Linked DNA regions of Gossypium hirsutum: regions 1 and 2 are each linked to region 3. Evidence: chromatin contacts called from public Hi-C data. All regions are on one chromosome and are shown on one strand. Each heading gives the region's core, a stretch centred on a gene start, on an enhancer-like site or on the middle of the called end of the contact. The rest is flanking DNA. Distances are from core to core; before and after follow the strand shown. Region 1 holds the start of LOC107895981 (phylloplanin). Region 2 holds the start of LOC107896692 (endo-1,3;1,4-beta-D-glucanase). Region 3 has its middle 30 kb from the start of LOC107896696.

Region 1 (3,940 bases), core at 1,425-3,924, 290 kb after region 3:
TTTTGAACTATTGCAAATCAAAGTATTTTCACTCCCACTGATTTTTGATACTATCTAAAATACTCCTATTAACTCCTAAAGTTAAATACAAATAATTAAAGGTAAAAGTCAAAATTAAATTAAATTATCGAGTATTTAATAAAATATTTTTCTTAAATTAAATTTTTTACCAAAATATCTAATCATACGTGGAATATTCAATACGTAGAATATTTACTTACCATAAAAAAAGTAATAGTGTATAACTTTATTTTTTAAAAACAGCGGTAAATGTATTGGCGGCGAATGCAATCAAATGAGATTTACTCCTTATAAAACCGACAATAGTATTAGCTTTTTTTCTTTTGTATTTTTATAACTCAAACTAAATGTGAGAAGTAGAAGTGGTACAGCAAAATTTAATTTTGTTATTTGAATAAAAACTTTGCTTTAGTATATATAGGATGTTTCCACATTTATGAAAAGTTGCAATTACTAACATTACAAATTATGGAACGTGGATTTGAGAGTTTAGAAATGATGAATCTCAAGTGGCAAGAGTCGTCAAAAATGCTATCTTGTCGATGGAACCATAATCACCCCCTCCCTTTGGAAGTGATAGATCAGCAGAAGAACCATCGGATAGGAAAAGCCCAACCAAAAAAGGGCAGATGGTTGCTAGAGCAAGCCCATCGAGAGAAGATAAAGGTCAAATCAAGGCCACAAATTATTATTCCAAATCAAACCTCTTCATGTTGAAAAAACTATCGATGATCGTCAAAGGAGGTGGAAGTAAGGACGATGAGAACCACAGGGGTGGCATTTGCTCGCCATACTGCCAACCAACCGACTGCCTTGGACGAATGGAGGTTGCTAAAAACGGAAGCCAATTTGAAGGTGGGTTGGGGAGATTGGGCTTAACAAGTTAATCGGTGATAAATTGAATTAAATGTTTCAAAATTAAATACAAAATTTTATAACCATTATAATTTATTTGGTATATTAATATAAATTAAATATAGAATATAATTATATTGTTTGTAATTATAAATATATATTGATTTCGTAAATTATTTTTATTTTTTATAATAATAAAATATTTTATTTTAATTTTATTAAGGTTATATTTGATAAACTAAAAATTAAGTATTGAAAAAATAAGTATCAAAAATTGAAGTGTTGAATTTAAGTTATAAAATTTATTTGGTATATTATTTAAAATTAAATATTGAGTATAATTATATTATTTTATAAAGGATAATATAATCTTAAATAAAAATCATTGAATTTATTCTAGTAGGTTACAAGGAATAAGTTGGTTTTTACCTTTTTTTTTTGCAAAAAAAAAAATCTTTAGTAATTTTCATTCCCTTTAAAAAATTAATTTTCAATTCATTGAATATTTTCAATATTTTATCAAACATTGCCTAATATAATATTTTTTATTATTTATGATAATTGTTGACAAAAATAAAAAATATAATAAATTTTTTATTTATTTAAAAAATAAAGAGATAATTTATATTAAAATTTAAAATAAAATCAATTTAACATTTTAATATTAAATGTTAATTTTTTAAAAAAAAGTATATTTAATTATCTTGAAAGTTGTCGTTTTCAATATAATAAGTATTATCAAACACAACTTTATTTATTTCTCGAAACATAGCAAGATTACATTGGGACTTTACTTACATGACAAAATGTAAGTTTTATTAAGAATTACAGACATTGTTATAACCCCACATTTGTATCTATTATAAGCCAACAATAATTATACAACAAAGAGCGACGCTATAGCCACATTCGACATTCAAAACGACCACCATATTTATCACTAGTTCAATGGATGTTCTTGTTCTAGTTTTCGAGTTTCATCATGCTCGTAAAAACCCGAACCCGGTAGGGATGATGTTAGTGATGTTCAAGAGTCCAGCAACGGTGCTTCCGATGACTTGTAAGGTTGAAGACAATCCCCCGATGGATGCAAGGGAGGTGTTGCAATTGGAGAGCGGAGTTTTTACGGCTAAGTTGCAGTTGTTGATCAATGAAGGGACAAGGAATTGCAATGGATCTAATAATATGGAGAACATGCCAGATCCATTTGTGGTTGAACTCGAAACCACGTTTCCACCACACTGAAGTTGCACCAATGCATCTAAAACACATTTATACCAAATACATATATAACTCAGCATTTGTGATCATTTTTTCGGGAAAATATGATGATAGAAAAGTAGAAGCTTACTAGGGAAAGCTGGGGTTGCAGTGCCGTTTACACCCATGTTGCCATCGACAGTACAAAATACAGTCCCTTGGATCCTAATCAAGCCAAGGAGGCCGCTAATGAGTCCACCTAGTTGAGCTTCAGCAATTAGAGGTATCAATGCCATTGCAGCAAGCAAGAGACAAACCAACATAAGTGTTTTCAAGGCCATGAAGTTTTTGGTTAATTAACCGAGTTAATATCAATGAAAATGATCCACTCTTGCAGCTGTGATGTTCGACAACCCTAGTTATTTATAGGCAACTTAGAGGGCAAGTTGGTGCTAAAATCTTCCACACAAGTTGGGGACCTTCACCATCAGCACCATGCACGCCACCATTGTAGGCTTCACCTACGTGGGGGCTAAACCTTGCCCCCTAGACTTTGGCATAGCTTAACATTGTTGTTGGAAAAAAAAAAAACTCACTTAGAAAAGAAAAAGCAATTGAGAAGTGATTTGAGATTTTCTAATATTTGGCATTACTATGAAAAAAATACGGTGAGAAGATAAAATGGTAATAAAGTACATCATTTTTAAAAAATATATTGTTAGATTATAAATAATCTATATGTACTATTTTTAATTTTTAAATGAGTTGAATTTACGAATCAATCCAACATTAATTTAATTAGGAAAAAATTTTATAGTATATCTTAAAAAAAAATGAATATTATTATAAGAAAGTTTTTTTCTAATTCTAATCCTATATGGAATTTATAAAATATAATTTAAAAACAGAATAAATTTAAAAAAAAACTATATATATTAAGATTTAAACATAGTGTAGCAGCCAATTTTGACTCAGACCAGCAAACCAAAAATAAAACCTAAAATATAATAAATAAAATAAAAGTCCAATAGTCCATTTACAATGTTAAACAGCCTAAACCCAACAAGCCCAACAAGCCCAAAAGTTTAAAAACCCTAACTCAACTACCCAAAACATCTCAGCAACCCTAGCCCCAATCTTTTCAGCCGCCGCTCCTCACCAATGGCCACCACGCACGCCACCACCGGTACACGCCTCCTCGCACGCGTCTGGTCGCCCACTTCACCTACAAAACGAGACTAGCACGCAAACAAAAAGAAACAACAAACAAGAGGACAAAAATGATAGCAAACAAAAGAAACAACGAAGAAACAAACAAAATAGAAATAAGAACAAGCATGTATTCGGCTATAAAAGCCATTTTCATTCCCTTTATTTTTTTTACGCATATTAAGCAATCAAACAAAAAACGAACACTAGCAATCAAAGCAAAAAACATACAAAAAGGTTGATCTCTGATTTTATTTTCTTTATTTTCACTTCATTTTATTTCTTTAATATTTCTTTTCAATTTTAATACAAATCTGTTAAACAAAGTGGGCATAAAATGAATAAAGGGAAAGAGGAGAAGGGTGACTTACTGGATCCACCTCGTAGCCGCATCGTCGGAGCTCTCCTCTTCGTTCGGCGTGGTCGAGTTCAAAAGAGGGGGTTGAGCCCTTGTCTTTTGTTTTTTGGAGCAAATCTCCAATGCGTATAAAAAAGAAGGGCTAAAAGAGCCCATTTTGGTGTAACACCGGCCACCAAATGCGGTGGTGGCGCGGTGGACAGTCGACGGCACAAAGAGGGGGTTTAAAAACCTAACAGAAAAAAAGAAAAGTTTTTTTAAAATTTTCTTCAAAAATGGGCTGCAAATGAATTTAAA
Region 2 (3,510 bases), core at 935-3,434, 320 kb after region 3:
ACGAAAGCAGAATGAACTGAAGAAATTCATAATCAAACCTACATCTAGTTATATAAGGGACTAAAGCCAATCTAGAAAATTAGAGAGTCCATAATACAATACAACTGGAATAAAAAAGGGAAAAAACAAAGATTGGAGAACATGTCTTTTATTATAAAAATTGATAACCAATTTCAGTTATTTGTCAAAAGGCCACTAACCGGTCCATGATCCTTTATCCAAGCAGGTAAAGGTCTATCAGGTTTATCACGGACCAAGGGTTCTCCATAAAAGAAGTCAGGAGCCACCACATAGAACCCAGCAGCTGCAACCTTGTCTGCGAGCTTTCTATAGAATCAAAAGCAACTTAAATTATGTCCCAGAAGCTGGTACAGTTCAACTCAATATGCTACATAGAAAAAACTACGTAATTAAATTAAATTAAATTGGTTCACACAACCACCCTATGACAGACTAACCATTACATCACAATCTCAAACAAATAATTCAACCGTGTCAAAAATTAGTTATAGGGATGCCAAATCTTAACTTGCTAAGCTGTAATTTTCAAAATGTTACAATCACAGGTTACCCCGTGTTTTAAGCCAAGAATAACTATTATTTAATAGGAGAAAACACCTTGGTACAAAAATTCATAAAGCTATTGAATAAAATGAAGCAAGATAAGTCATCTACTATAATTTTCCTTAGTATGTTACAATCATAGGTTATTAATCAAATTCTTAGGTGGTAATTTCATGGTGTGTCATGCTGACTATTGACCTTGGAAGCATATATATAAGAAGCTTTTCATGAGGCTAGTAACTGGGGTACATGTTTTGGATATGGGTGAGGACACTTTTTGATGGTAGTAACCTACCTGCTGAATTACCATTTATTTATGAACGGTTCCTTGATTAGCTTGGTGGAGAATTTCTTTTGCTATACAGACTTTCCAGATTGACAACCTGCTGGCTTTATACTAGAGTTGGCGGGGCAAAGGAAATTTGATTTGGGGTGTTTTAGTTAAGTTTAAGACAAGTTCCACTTTAGTTGTTTTCTATATTAGTGTTGTGTTTTAGTGGTTCGTTCTTTTTGCTCTTTGCTTATGCTAGCACTGTGACTAGCTTTGAACTTTTGTATTCCTTCTGAAATCTTAATAAACATCTTTTAACATCTCAATATTTATATGCATGTGCGAGAATCGAAAAATAACATCTTAAAGAGTAAAAACTCGACTTCCTAGTACTCATAGAAGAGATAATGAAGGCAAAACATCGGCAAAAAAGAAGCAGTTTCACTAGCAGAATTAGGCTTACCTCAAGTTTGGAGCCTCATATCCTGCAAAGCCATGAAAAAGAACAGTGATATTAACAGATGATCAAGACGATGGTAATCATTATCATGATACTGATGACAACAATATCTATACTTAATGGAACAGTGATAAGCAATTGCAAAACAATGCTCAATGAAAGTAAATGGTTAGTAATCCAAAATTATATTACAGATATAATACGATTATATCATAAACAATACAAAACCCAGAGATAATATGTTGAAAAACATCCATAATCAGTACAAAATTATATTAACCCCCAGCATCCTACTGAACTAGTTTCAGAGCCAATATTAGCTTAAATCGATAGTCAAATACAAAACCCATATATAATATATTGAAAAACAGACTGCAAAGTGAAAACAAATCCAAAAAAAAAAGAAAAAAAAGGAACCTTGAAGTTGCTGGATTCCTAAACAGACAAGTTGCTCACAAATTTCACACAAAACCCAAATCGAAAATGAGGGAAAACTCACATTAAAGACCGAAGCAGAAAGATAAAGGAAAGAAAAAATGAAGAGGCTGTGCATAAGTACCATAAACATCAGAGACAAGAAGAATAGTAAGGTTGGATTGAATAGAGCCAGAAACATAAGTGTTGAAGCCAGCAATTTTCTCAACATGACCAGCTCCACTTGCAGGGTCCAATGTTGGCGGGTTCGAACAGCACTGAGGACCTGACATTGTCTTTCCTCTCTTTTTTTTTTCTAACCAAAAAACACTCTCTCTCGCTTTGTTTGAACAAATAGTGCTTCTACTGTATAAAAACAAACACCAACAGTGAAGTTGGAAGAAGAAGACGGGATTTTCGAGAGGAATAATAAAAAGGCTTTATTTAAATAGAAATAGGTTATGTGTCACATTCCATGTCATTTTTTGGATAAACTAACATAAAATTTATAATTTAAGACTGATAGAAAACTTTTAAGAATCAATAATTTAAGGATTAATTTATGGGACAAAGAAATATTTAGTATTTAAATTTGATAAAAAAATTTATTTTGGTATTGAATTTTTTATCAATATTAAAATTAAAATTAAAATTTGATAATTTTCTTTAATTTAATCTTTAAATTTGGTTTCTATTAAGTTATGATTATGTAAAACTATAATTGTGCCACATCATTATTTGATTTTTTTTAAAAATTACAATTTCTTTATAAAATTTTAATCTTTTCATATTTTTTGGTTTATGTTATAGCGATTTATCATCATATCTTAATACAATCCAATTTCAAGGATTGAATTGAAAAAAATTATCAAGTTTCAAGATTAATATGAACCCAACAAGTTCAAGGATTGAATTAGAGGAAATTATCAACTTCAAAGACTAAATATTGCTTTATCACTTATTTTATTAGGTTAAAATATGCAATAAGTCCCTATACTATTCACAAATTTAAAATTTGGTATTTGTACTTTTATTTTCAGTCTCTTTATTTTTCAAATTTCAAATAAAGGTCCAATTGTTGCCTTTTTTTGTTAAATTTATTGATATGACATTTTGAAATAAAATAAATATTCACTTGGTAAATATATAACTAAAAAATTGATATTGTAATAAACCTGAATTTGACATAATAATTTTAACAATGCCAATAATTAAACATAAATTTTGTAATATAAAAAATAAAAGACTAAATTATGAAAGTTAGATATATTTATGGCACATTTTAACCTATTTATTAATAAAGCCTAATAAAAAATGTGGCATTGCTAATGTGGGGGACAACTAAAGCCTGGGGTGGGTAGAAATGATTGTCAGTCGAAGATAATAATTTTTGTCATATTCTAATGGGTAATTTACTAAAAAAGCCCTTTTATATCATTATTTACCGAAATAGTCTGTCTTTTTGATTATTTACCCGAAAGGGCCACTTTTCTTGAAAGTGTGTCCACGTCAGCGCGAAGTCAGGGGACGTGTCAACAAAACGCTCCCCTAGGGAAGCGTTTTTCCCCTTTTTTAAGGTTAGGGTTTTTTATTAGTTTAGGGTTAGGGTTTAATGGTTTAAGGTCTTTAGGGTTTAAGGTTTGAGTGTTTTTATGGGAAAATTAATTAAATTAAAATTAAGGGTTAATTAATTAAATTAACTATGAAATTAAAAAAATCAATTAAATTAGGGTTTAGGGTTTTTAGGGTTTATTAATTAAATTAACTATTAATTACGGAAAAAAGCTTCCACGTGGACGCT
Region 3 (3,505 bases), core at 100-2,599:
ATTAACCTAACAGAGCCTCTCGGCCTTCCACTAACCTAATGTGTCAACAATAATTACTTATCTCTTAAAGTCATATTCCAGACCGGATTGGGGTAAGGTTTTCACGGATAACAATATCGATTTCGAGTTTATTCCCACCTGTATAACTTTTTAGGGTCGTCAAGCCTAGAGTTTTAAGTTTTTCCTATCCCAATGAGCTGGTCCGCTAAGAAACCCTACATAGCCGTTAATTAATCCCACATCCACTCGTTAATCTCCCTTACCAGATTAGTTCCCTATGGATTTAACAAACACAATGCAATTGATGGAAAATATAAACATTAAGAATAGATAAAAAAAACAAAGATAAGAAAAATCTTGATATAATTATAAACGTGCGAACAATAATCCGTTGACGAGTTGATGATACTACAATCCGATCCTCGTGAAGAACAAAATAGAAAACTAAAAGAAAAACTAAAACTAGAAGAAAATCTAAATTACAACTGAAAGTGAAAATAAAACTAAGTAAAATTTGTCCCTAAAGTGTCCAGAACAACTCTATTTATAGACCTAGGGTTGGCCGCTAATCATTGGCCTAATTCGACTGACAATATTGCATTAAGGGTCATTGTGAAGATGGAAACACCCTTGGCTCATTAAGTGTCCTCGTCATATCGATGTCACGACACATTCTAGCCTGTGCTGTGACATCAAAGGAAGACTGCTCCTTTTGGATACTTTATTTACTGTGTTATGACATCCAAGCTCCGTGTTGCAACATCGCAGGTAGTCTCCTGTCCTTATACCTGCGACTGGTGTCCTACACACTCACCGAACATATTAGTCTACCTTTAGGCCTACTTTGGCCCCCAAGGTAATATAAATAACTCAAATTATTATTTTTATTATCTATATACTAAAAGTGAAAACTAAACAAAAACAAAAACATAACTAAATTGCTTTCCTACAAGCTCATTAAGTACGGAAAATAGTTTAATCTGCTACAACGAATTACCGAACATCATTTATTCCTTCAAAAAAGAAAAAAAATTACAAATTTTCTTGATAGAATAGCAACTCAAAATGTTATTCATAATTCAATTCAGTTACTAATTTTATTCATAATCAGAATATTTAACAAAATTATTTTCAGTGAATCCTTTATATAGTGTATGTATTATTCCTTGAAGAAAAGGACAAATATTATAGTGCTTTGCTGTTATTGCTCACCTGTCCATGCAAATAAAGAAACCATTTGAATGTTGGAATTAAAAAAAAAAAGAAGTTTTGCATTAAATAGCATGGTGGTGCATTAAATTTGTGCCGTAAAAGTATGAAATGCGCCCTAAAAGTGAGAATGGTCCCCCACCCCAAAACCCTTCGTTCCCACTCCATTCTGAATTATATCTTCTCCTTATGATAATATTAATTACTAAGGCACCGCTCTTAAACACTAATATTCTAAACCAAACAGATCTTATACAAATTGTTTAACAATCAAAGATCCATCCCTTTCTCACTACTCCACACTTCAATCACCATCTCCATATTATATGCATTCCATTTCTCTTTTTGTTTTATTTCTCCCTTATTTTAAGCCATGATTTGTTCATGCTTCATTCATCACTATGTAAGTCTTAAATTTGCTATTTTTAATTTTTATTTTATTTTATGAAAATAGATAAATTAATTATTTTTAATTTAATCCTTGAATTTTATGAAATTTGAAAAATTGGTCTAATTGTTAGTAAGCATATAAACTTGAATTACTTTTTTTTTGCTAATTTTTTACATATCAATTATTGAACTACTTTTTTTTTTTGTTAATTCTTTATGTATAAAATGTAAACTCATTGCCAATAAGTGGTTGGAAGAAGTGGAAGTAGATTTCTTCTCTAAGTATTTGGACTAAGTTTGAATCTTGGAATTGATATTATTAGAAGAGCTTTACCTAAATATCATTCTTGGCTCTCCAAATAGGATTAAACTCAAACTGTAAAATGAATGAGAACATTTGTATTTGTACAAAACAAAAATTACAAAGCCATTATAATTTTAATAGTTTTTCTTCATAAAAAAAGTATATGTTTATCCAATATATGGCTTAATAAATCATTTTGGTGTATGAGTTTAATATTTTTTAACGTGGTATCTATATTTTTTTTATACTATGTGATACTGGTATTTGATAAAAATTATATATTTTAGTACTTAAATGTGACAATGTTAATTTTAAAATTTTAATTAGAATTTAGGATTGATTTGATGAAAATTTATAATTAATTTATAATATTAACAATTAAATTTGATAAAATCAATCCTAAAATCCAAAAAGCAAAAGCATGAAAATTTAAACATAACAATAGTAATAATTAACTTTTATAAAATTAACTCTAAAATCTAAAGTAAATACTAAGCAATTAACACAATTATCTTTAGACATTAAAATATATAATTTTTTTTGTTAAATACAGATACTATTTTAAACTTAAAAACAAAAATATCAAATTAAAAAAGTGTGAAACACAAATATATATTAATATTCTTATGACCAGATTGAAAGTAATTATGAAGAAAAAAACGCTAGGCTACTTTTGTCTCGCTCTGTATCATCCTTTTGTACTCCTAACTTATGATTGAAACAATACCGGATATGATATTAATTTGATATTTGATGAAAAAAAATTTAAAACACGATACAAATTGATATATAAATGTATAATATATATACATATTATGAATTATTAATATTATAAATTCATGAAAATCACTTATTTATAGTATAAATAGGTATTTAAAAATAATATATATAAAAATTAATCAAATGTAAAGTTTGAAACTAATAAAATATATATATATATAACATGTACAAAATTTAAATTTAAATTTTATTTTATTTGAGAGTAAAAAAAATTAAATAGCTAAATATATTAAATTAAAAATATTAAAAATATTTAAATTGTTTATAATGATATTTACTTTCTTAAAATGTATAAATATATTAAAATAAAATTTTAATTGAAGTGGTAAAAATAAATTCTATAAATATGGATTAAATCATAATATTTGGATTTTTAATTAAAAATTATGTAAAATAATTTAATTAATTGAGTTAAAACTTTTTTATTAAAGAAAACAGTTTTGTACGATTATGTTATGACAAAATAAAAGGAAAACAACACGCATGCACGTTAGTGAACAATACCCTTTGAATGTAAACAACATTGATGACTTTTTGTCTATCAAATTGTTTGGAAATGGTGCCCTCTAAACCTATTTTAAAATGTATTACATTAAAAATAAATAGCTGCATTGAAAACTCTACATCGGATTATATTTTATTTTTTCTATTTAATAATAAATAAAATAATAATTATATGTTAAATTAAGAAATAAATTAATCTTTTTATTAATAATTTATTTTATTTTTACTCTTAAAAATTGATTATTATATATCAGCATGAAATATACATAATATGTTACGTATCAATGTCTAATTGTTTTACCAGCTACGTTAATTTTT

The links. Hi-C and Micro-C count contacts between places; a contact is called where the count stands out from the background.
Region 1: a Hi-C map of leaf shows a contact between it and region 3, with 2.2 times the contacts expected there. The contact joins the promoter of LOC107895981 here to the enhancer-like site in region 3. A contact is called at or near these places in 5 of 34 Hi-C or Micro-C datasets (callus, cotyledon, leaf and 1 more).
Region 2: a contact with region 3 is called in a Hi-C map of fibers, with 1.8 times the contacts expected there. The contact joins the promoter of LOC107896692 here to the enhancer-like site in region 3. A contact is called at or near these places in 4 of 34 Hi-C or Micro-C datasets (anther, fibers and leaf).

The regions. Positions count from the first base shown.
Region 1 is chrA10:96,587,973-96,591,912 of Gossypium_hirsutum_v2.1, reverse strand. LOC107895981 (phylloplanin) reads right to left here and starts at 2,674. Exons shown (of 2, transcript XM_016821158.2): 1 at 2,228-2,674; 2 at 1,612-2,137. The coding sequence starts at 2,417. The coding sequence ends at 1,857.
Region 2 is chrA10:96,558,869-96,562,378 of Gossypium_hirsutum_v2.1, reverse strand. It overlaps LOC107896692 (endo-1,3;1,4-beta-D-glucanase), which reads right to left and starts at 2,184. Exons shown (of 7, transcript XM_016821920.2): 1 at 1,855-2,184; 2 at 1,299-1,320; 3 at 201-327. The coding sequence starts at 2,002.
Region 3 is chrA10:96,881,870-96,885,374 of Gossypium_hirsutum_v2.1, reverse strand. No RefSeq gene overlaps it. Among protein-coding and RNA genes, the nearest start is that of LOC107896696, 30 kb to the left of the region's middle. Within about 2 kb of position 1,349, at least 2 of the 9 cell types and tissues checked have an H3K27ac peak or open chromatin away from gene starts, as enhancers often do. A contact at or near this core is called in fibers and leaf, where this site is marked.